2 separate regions of the Sus scrofa genome follow, and region 2 is linked to region 1. A link is a contact called in public promoter capture Hi-C data. All regions are on one chromosome and are shown on one strand. The core of a region is the stretch at or near the end of the contact, and the rest is flanking DNA. Distances in the headings are between cores, read along the strand shown.

Evidence for each region. Promoter capture Hi-C pulls out the DNA fragments that hold promoters and counts their contacts.
Region 2: a promoter capture Hi-C map of liver shows a contact between it and region 1, with 2.9 times the contacts expected there. The contact joins the promoter of USP4 here to the promoter of ARIH2OS in region 1. A contact is called at or near these places in 1 of 5 promoter capture datasets (liver), 1 of 47 Hi-C or Micro-C datasets (heart right ventricle) and 1 of 2 datasets of contacts at active chromatin or transcription factors (alveolar macrophages).

The regions. Positions count from the first base shown.
Region 1 is chr13:31,568,929-31,572,442 of Sscrofa11.1, reverse strand. ARIH2OS reads left to right here and starts at 1,895. Exons shown (of 3, transcript XM_013981653.2): 1 at 1,895-1,979; 2 at 2,060-2,313; 3 at 2,315-2,678. The coding sequence starts at 1,895. The coding sequence ends at 2,617. ARIH2 (E3 ubiquitin-protein ligase ARIH2) reads right to left here and starts at 2,417. Exons shown (of 16, transcript XM_003132197.6): 1 at 2,198-2,417.
Region 2 is chr13:31,902,400-31,905,913 of Sscrofa11.1, reverse strand. USP4 (ubiquitin specific peptidase 4) reads left to right here and starts at 1,537. Exons shown (of 22, transcript NM_001243188.1): 1 at 1,537-1,795. The coding sequence starts at 1,695.

The sequences.
Region 1 (3,514 bases), core at 646-3,145:
TAGGCTGGCAGCTATAGCTCTGATTCAAGCCCTAGCCTGGGAACCTCCATATGCAGTGGGTGCAGCCCTAAAAAACAAACAACAACAACAACAACAAAAAAAGTCCCCAACAGAATGCTCACTAGGTAATGTTAACACCCATTTCCCACCTCTCTTCTGACATGTTTAGGGCTATGTGACTTTTCTTTTTTTTCTTTTCACAGCCCCACCTGTGGCATACAGAAGTTCCCAGGCTAAAGGCAGAATCAGAGCTGCAGGTGCAGGCCTACACCACAGTCATGGCAACACCAGATCCAAGCCACATCTGCAACCTACACTGCAGCTTGTGGCAACGCCGGATCCTCAACCCACTAAGAGAGGCCAGATATCAAGCCCTCATCCTCACCAGCACTGTTGGGTTCCTAACCCACTGAGCCACAATGTGAACTCCATTCCTAAAATTTGACTTTTATCTGCATTTTTACATAAGATACTGCTTACTGGGCAAATAAGCATAAACAGTATTATAAATATTGCTCCCATCTGCAAAACAGCACTACCAATAATAGCTTTCATTTAATGACACCAATTTCAGGTCAGATTCATTCTCATTAAATGTTTATAACTCTACAAAGTAGCTATCATCCCCTTCTTATAAATGAGGAAAAGAGTTCAAAAAGATTAAATAACTTGCCCAGGTCCACACTGCTGCCAACCAGTAGAGTCCAGTGTTACACTTTCACCAGATCCGTGGCCTATGAGGACTCCTAACTCCCCATCACTCTCCTGGAGAGCCTAATACTATTCACAAAGCCACCTCCAGAATTACAATAAAAGAGCAAGGTTTTCACTTTCTCCGGATTTCTCTCCAGGATTTGGGCTTTAAGGGTTGCCCACAGGTTTCTCATCAACTTAATACTCAAGAAGGAGGGGAAAACATCAGGCTCCCTTCCAAAAAGAAGAACACCATTTCATACTTACTGAGTGTTCTAAGTCTAGACTTAAATAAAATCTTAATTTTTGTTACCTTTTCAAAGTTAAATAAACTTTATTCTACTTGAAAGAATACTGACACTGCTTAAGGAGACCAGTACGTTATTGCCTTATTACAGAACAGATGATAACGGTTTGATTTCCTCTGGATGTTAAATACTATCCCTACATCCCAAACAGAAAAGGAATAACTGAAACTACTTCCCACTCCACCCCCAAAGTCACGTGTTCAGAAGACCTGACATCCACTCCGTGCTAAAGAATTGAAACGGAAGACTTCTCAGTTTAAAGTTGACATGAGCAAAACAAAAACATTTTGGTGGATCTAACGATGTTTAACTACAGATATAATATTTAGCGCTAAATAGTCATTTACTAAATCTACATCTCCGAAGAAAACCTAGTAAAAAAATATGAATCAGCAACTTAGTTTCAAAACCCTACATTAAATCCGCAAGGTAATACGGTAGTCACTAACAACACACGGTTATTTAACTTAAAAATTAAACAAAATTTAACATTTGGCTGTTCAGTCGCACTATCCATAAATCAAATGCTCAAGGGCTACGGGTGGCTAGTGGTCAAGGGTTACTCAAAGGTACAGAATATACGCATTGTGAGAGAAAGTTCTATGGGACAGGGTAACAATCAGTACTGAGGTGAAGTCATCCGAGAACACAGTAGCCTCTCCCGCGGCTAGCACAGCAGGGTCCCCCGAGGCGGCGGCGCAGTTCCTGGGCTGCATATCGTGTCCGAAGGGCCGGGATATCCGCGAGGACACGGAGCCCACGCGCTGGGGAGCCTTCACTGGCGGGCGTTAACTAGCCGCGCGGGAGGCATTGCGAGAGTTCCCAGTGATGACTCGAATGGGAAACTCCGGAGGCAGTGAGTCTCCCTGGTGTGGCCGGCGGAGAGGGCCCAGATGCGCCGGCGCCAGTCGGTGAGAGGCGCCGGCCTCCGACCTTTACGCGAGCAGAGCAAGCGGCTAGAAGAGGAAAAACGGAGAAGCGCCAGGCGCTAGTCCGCTCAGACTACGGTTTTTAGCCGCCCCTCGGCGGGTAGCAGAGGGCGCTGAGACAGTGAAAAGGCTGCGGGGGGCGCCGGGACCTCGCGGGCAGCGACGAAGGCGGAGCCCCGGCCTGGCTAGGGAGGCGCGAGGAGAGCCCACCCCCCCTCCCCCGGCCCGCTCGGGTAAACAAGGCCGCGACTCGCAATGCGCACTCACCGGGAGCCGCGGCCCCGGGGCCGCTGAGCCCGGGCGGACCAAACTGGGTCGGGCCAGGCCTGAGGAACCGGACACAGGCGCGGCGGCGGCGGAGGCGGCGAGCCAACGCCGGTCAAGGCCCGCGCTGCTTCCTCTGGCGGAGCCTTCTTCGCAGCTCCGGAAGTGTTCGGAGCAGTTGCGTCACTTCCGGCCTGAGGTCGCCCCACGGTCGCCCGGGTCGTGACTGGCGCTGGGTGATAACGCTTCTGCGCGGTTGCTTCTCTGCAGCTTAGCGCTCCGACCCAGAGTGTGCCCAGCGCACTGCCGGCGCCGACTGCTGCGAGGGGCAGCAGAGGAAAGGGTTTGGCTTATTGGAGAGGGGTCACTCACTGCATCTCTTCCTGCTTTCTCCTACCAGCGCCGCCCGCCGGGATACCCTAAACCTGAGTTTTTCTTCTTTCTTTCTTTTTTTTTTTTTGGTCTTTTTGCCTTTTCTTGAGTCTCTCCCGCGGCATATGGAGGTTCCCAGGCTAGGGGTCGAATCGGAGCTGTAGCCACCGGCCTACGCCAGAGCCACATCAACATGGGATCCGAGCCACGTCTGCGACCCACACCAGAGCTCACAGCAACGCCGGATCCTTAACCCACGGAGCAAGGCCAGGGATCGAACCCGCAATCTCATGGTTCCTAGTCAGATTCTTTAACCACTGTGCCACGACGGGAACTCCTAAACCCGAGTTTTTCTGATGGACTCCTCACTTCACCGTTTGTTAGCCGTGTCCGGCACGGAGAAGACACCCTGACGTTCGTGGAATGGATAAAGGACTTCTATTTCCCATCCGCTCTCTGATCAAAGATCAAAGGAGAGCTGGGTCTTCGGGTCAGCGCACCGGGTCGGGATTTTCTGCCTACATTCAGATGCCGTCCCCTGGTGGCCGCGGATCTGCAGGACCACACCAAGCTTCCTTTTCCCTTTCCGCAGCCTACTTCTCCCATTCACCCAAGGCTGAATCTTAACTTTCTTGCTGCACAGTTTCTTCAAGAAGTATAGAAAGTGCCAATATGACATTCAGTACCTTCTATGACCTTTAACAAGTATTATGGATAGATAGAACCATGTAGGCTCACTCAGGTTGCTGCTGGACAGCATGGAAAAGCTGCTTCGGGTTTTTTTTTTGGGGGGGGTGGTATTTTTAGGGCCGCACTCGAAGCATATGGAAGTTCTCAGGCTAGGGATGGTATCATACTGCAGCTGTGGCCTACCCAACAGCCACAGCAACACCAGATCCGAACCAGCCGCGTTTGCAACCTACACCACAGCTCATGGCAACACTGCAT
Region 2 (3,514 bases), core at 288-2,787, 330 kb before region 1:
ATTCTCATGGTTACTAGAGGGATTCCTTTCTGCTGTGCCACAATGGGAACTCCCTCAAGGCAGTTTTAACTCCAAATTTACTTTTCCCTGCTACCTACCCACTGTGAAGAGATCTCTTCGACTAAACGGTGCATAGTGGATGTCCCAGGAGTGCAAAGTAACTTCAATTAGCCAAAAGCCGAACATAAAAATAGTAAATCTGTTCAAATGACTTACCACACCTTCACCAGGCCACCTCTATCTCTTCTACCCCTAAAAATGAACACAGTTCATCTGTTTCTCCTCTCCTCCCTCACAGCCATCTTTCCCAAGGTTCCTAGTAGCACTGTGGGTATAAAGCACCCTCAACCATTTCTCTATGCTCTGAAACTTCCCACAATATCTGTGGGCTGTTTAAGGCAAGACATGTGGCCCCTCTGGCCTCCCTTTGAGCTTCAGATCCCAAGCCCTTTCAGTAATCTGTGCCCAGCTCAATTGGACTAATCCTCATTCTTTGATTCCGTCCACCCTGCTAGTTCCAGAAATTTTCTTTGACCCTTCTAGTTATTCCTCCTTTAACATGCACTATCATTTCTATGCTTTCAAGATCACGCTCAAATGCTACTCAAGTCAAAGGCGCCCTTTCACAGTTCAGGGTCTAATCTTTGGTTCTACCTGTTAGTGGCATTTACCCCACACTGCTTGGCTCTGGGGTCATTTGTGGAAGAGTTATTCTCCTCCTATAGATCAAATAAGGGCAGGTACTGGGCCTTGTATATCTTATTTTCTCTGCTAGATTCACATAGGCTAGCTGTCTGGCCTCCACCTTGCTCTGGGTTTACTTCCTCCTCCAGGAAGAGGGCTGTGATTTTTGTTTGCAGGGTTGAGTGGGAAACATATGGTGTTCAAACACTATCTTGTTGCAACAACAAACAGAGCAGCAACCCGGCATCTGATGTGGAGAACAGACTTTTACCTCTCCTTCCCCCATTGCTATTGCCCCTCTGCGGCTGCTTGACTCCCCGACAAAGCAAGTAGCTACCTCAGGGGCCTGTGTAACTGCCTGGGCTAGGTTATACTGGCGTCCAGCTTGCTAACGACTAGGCCACACCGTCGAGACTCGGTCCCAAGGCGCTGGTGCACCTAACACCCTCTAAAATCCCTGTAGTGCCTCTGGGAATGGAGATCCATTCCAAGTTTGGGCAGCTAAGGACTAACGTAAGGTCTCTGCTGAAAGCCGAAAGGCTGGAGTGAAAAGAAGACCTAGTTCTAGGCCTCCTTGCACCCGAGCTGCCTTTATTAAGACCAGGATAACCCTGCAAATCCAGAAGAGGTGCCCAGGGTGTCATGGGGTCTGCGGACCGACTCCTAAAGATCGCCGAGCTGAAAGGAGAAGTGGTGCAGGACCGCCGCCCCGTGGCTTGGCCTTCAGGGCGGAAGAAGCGGCAGCTCCTACCCACCCCCGCCCCGCGCCCACTTCCTCTTCCGGCCGCTCCCCCAACCCCCGCCCACTCCGCCGCGCACGGGTGGGACAGGGTTGGCGCGTTGGAAGGGTGGGGGAAAGGCAGAAGAGGGCAAGCGTACAAGCCGCGGCGCGAGAAGGTCCTTGGGTGCGCGCACGTGCGTGCGTGCGTGCGTGAGTGCGTGTTCGCGACCCACGGCACGCTGTGCGCGAGGCGGATGTCCGGGCCGGCTGGACCGGGGCCGCTGACGAGATGGCGGAAGGCGGAGGCTGCCGTGAACGACCGGATGCAGAGACCCAGAAATCCGAGCTCGGGGCCTTAATGAGGACCACGCTGCAACGAGGGGCGCAGTGGTGAGCGCCGAACCCGCGTTTCCGCCGCGCAGGGCCAGAGGGCGGGGCTTGGGCGCTCAGGCCCATCCCCTCTTTTCCTGTTTGGGCCGGGACCCTCTTTTCCGGCCGGGCAGGGGCGATGTTAGTGACCCCGGAGTTTGACTTGACCCCCCGCCACAGAAGAGAGGGAGCCCTAGATCCTCTCTGGGAAAGCGTGGGTGGAGCAGAAGGTTGTCCCGGCCCTTTCAGAGCTCAGGGGGCGGATCCGGCGGGGTCTAGGGCTGCAGAATGGAAAGAAGGGGAATGCTCACAGGGACCCTCAGGTTGAGCAGACCCTTTAGATTTGAGGATTCGCTCTGTGACTTTGGGCAAAGGCGTCCACATCTCACAGACCCTGGTTCCTTACTGTTAAAACCAGAGTAGCGACATTTGGCGCCCCCCGCAGTCAGTTGGTTGAGGCGTAGATCAGAAGTAGATACTTTGTAACTTGTAAACTGCGGAACAGACATCAAGGTCGGAAGCTGAACAAATGTCTGAGAGTCTCATTATTTTGGTAGCAAATGTCAAAGATAATTGTAGCAGCCGCATTTCGGAGTGAGAGAGAGGGGTAACCTAGAGCCTAGCTAAAAAGATTAAAAGTCCAAGATTTAGAAGAGCAGGTCTCAGTCAGAAGTTTCTTAATAAATTTTCTAGGAGAAGGAATAGTACTTACACTATTGTATTGTGTGGGAGCTGAAAGCTGGGGCTTGGCTTTGCACTGAATGTGACTGAGCATCCCTCTTTAAGAAACTATGGTTGTCTTCCAAGAAACTTAGTGTGACAGAGGACTTGAGCAGGGAAGAGAAACAGTGGGATTAGGAGGAATTCAGGTGTGTCTTGTGCTAGCCAATCTGTGAAAGGCAGGGCGGGCAAAAAGTACTTGTGGATGATATATCCTGATCAGAAGTGGCATATGAAGAATACTCAACAGAAGCAGAGGAAGTTTCAGATAGACTAAAATCAGTAAAAGTGTTTGGAGGATGTTCAAGAGGTTTGGAGAGAAAAGAGCGTTTAGATATTTGAATATATTTATGGATCCTTGTGGCCTTTAGGAGAAGCTACCTGATCTCCTCTGAGGTTTGTTGGTTATAAAATTTGAAGGACTTCCCAATATAATTGTTGTACTTTGTTCCCCAACAGAGGTTTCCCCCTCCTTTTGTCTTAATTGTAGAACAGCATAGTGATACTTTTAAAGTAAAACCAGATCATATTCCCTTTGTGGCTCAGCAGTTAATGAACCTGACTTGGATCCATGCGGATGTGGGTTTGATCCCTGGCCTTGCTCAGTGGATTAAGGATCTGGTGTTGCCGTGAGATGTGGTGTAGGTTGCAGATGTGGCTTGGATCCTGAATTGCTGTGGCTGTGGTGTAGGCTGGCTGGCAGCTGTAACTCCAATTCGACCTCTAGCCTGGGAATTTCTGTATGCCTAAGGTACGGCCCTAAAAAGAAAAAAAAAAAATTAAAATATAGCCAGATCAACGTAATGGTTATCGAGAAGATAAACATACCAAGACAATATTGTATGATGCATATGTGTGTTTGTATACCTGTATATGTGTACACATTTGTACACAAATACAGACACACATTTTTTGCTACTTTGGTCCTCAAAGGAAAACTGAAGTGTGTGATGTTATTATCTCTTTTTTTTTTTGGCTTTTCTAGGGCCGCACCCTTGGCATGTGGAGGTTCCCAGGCTA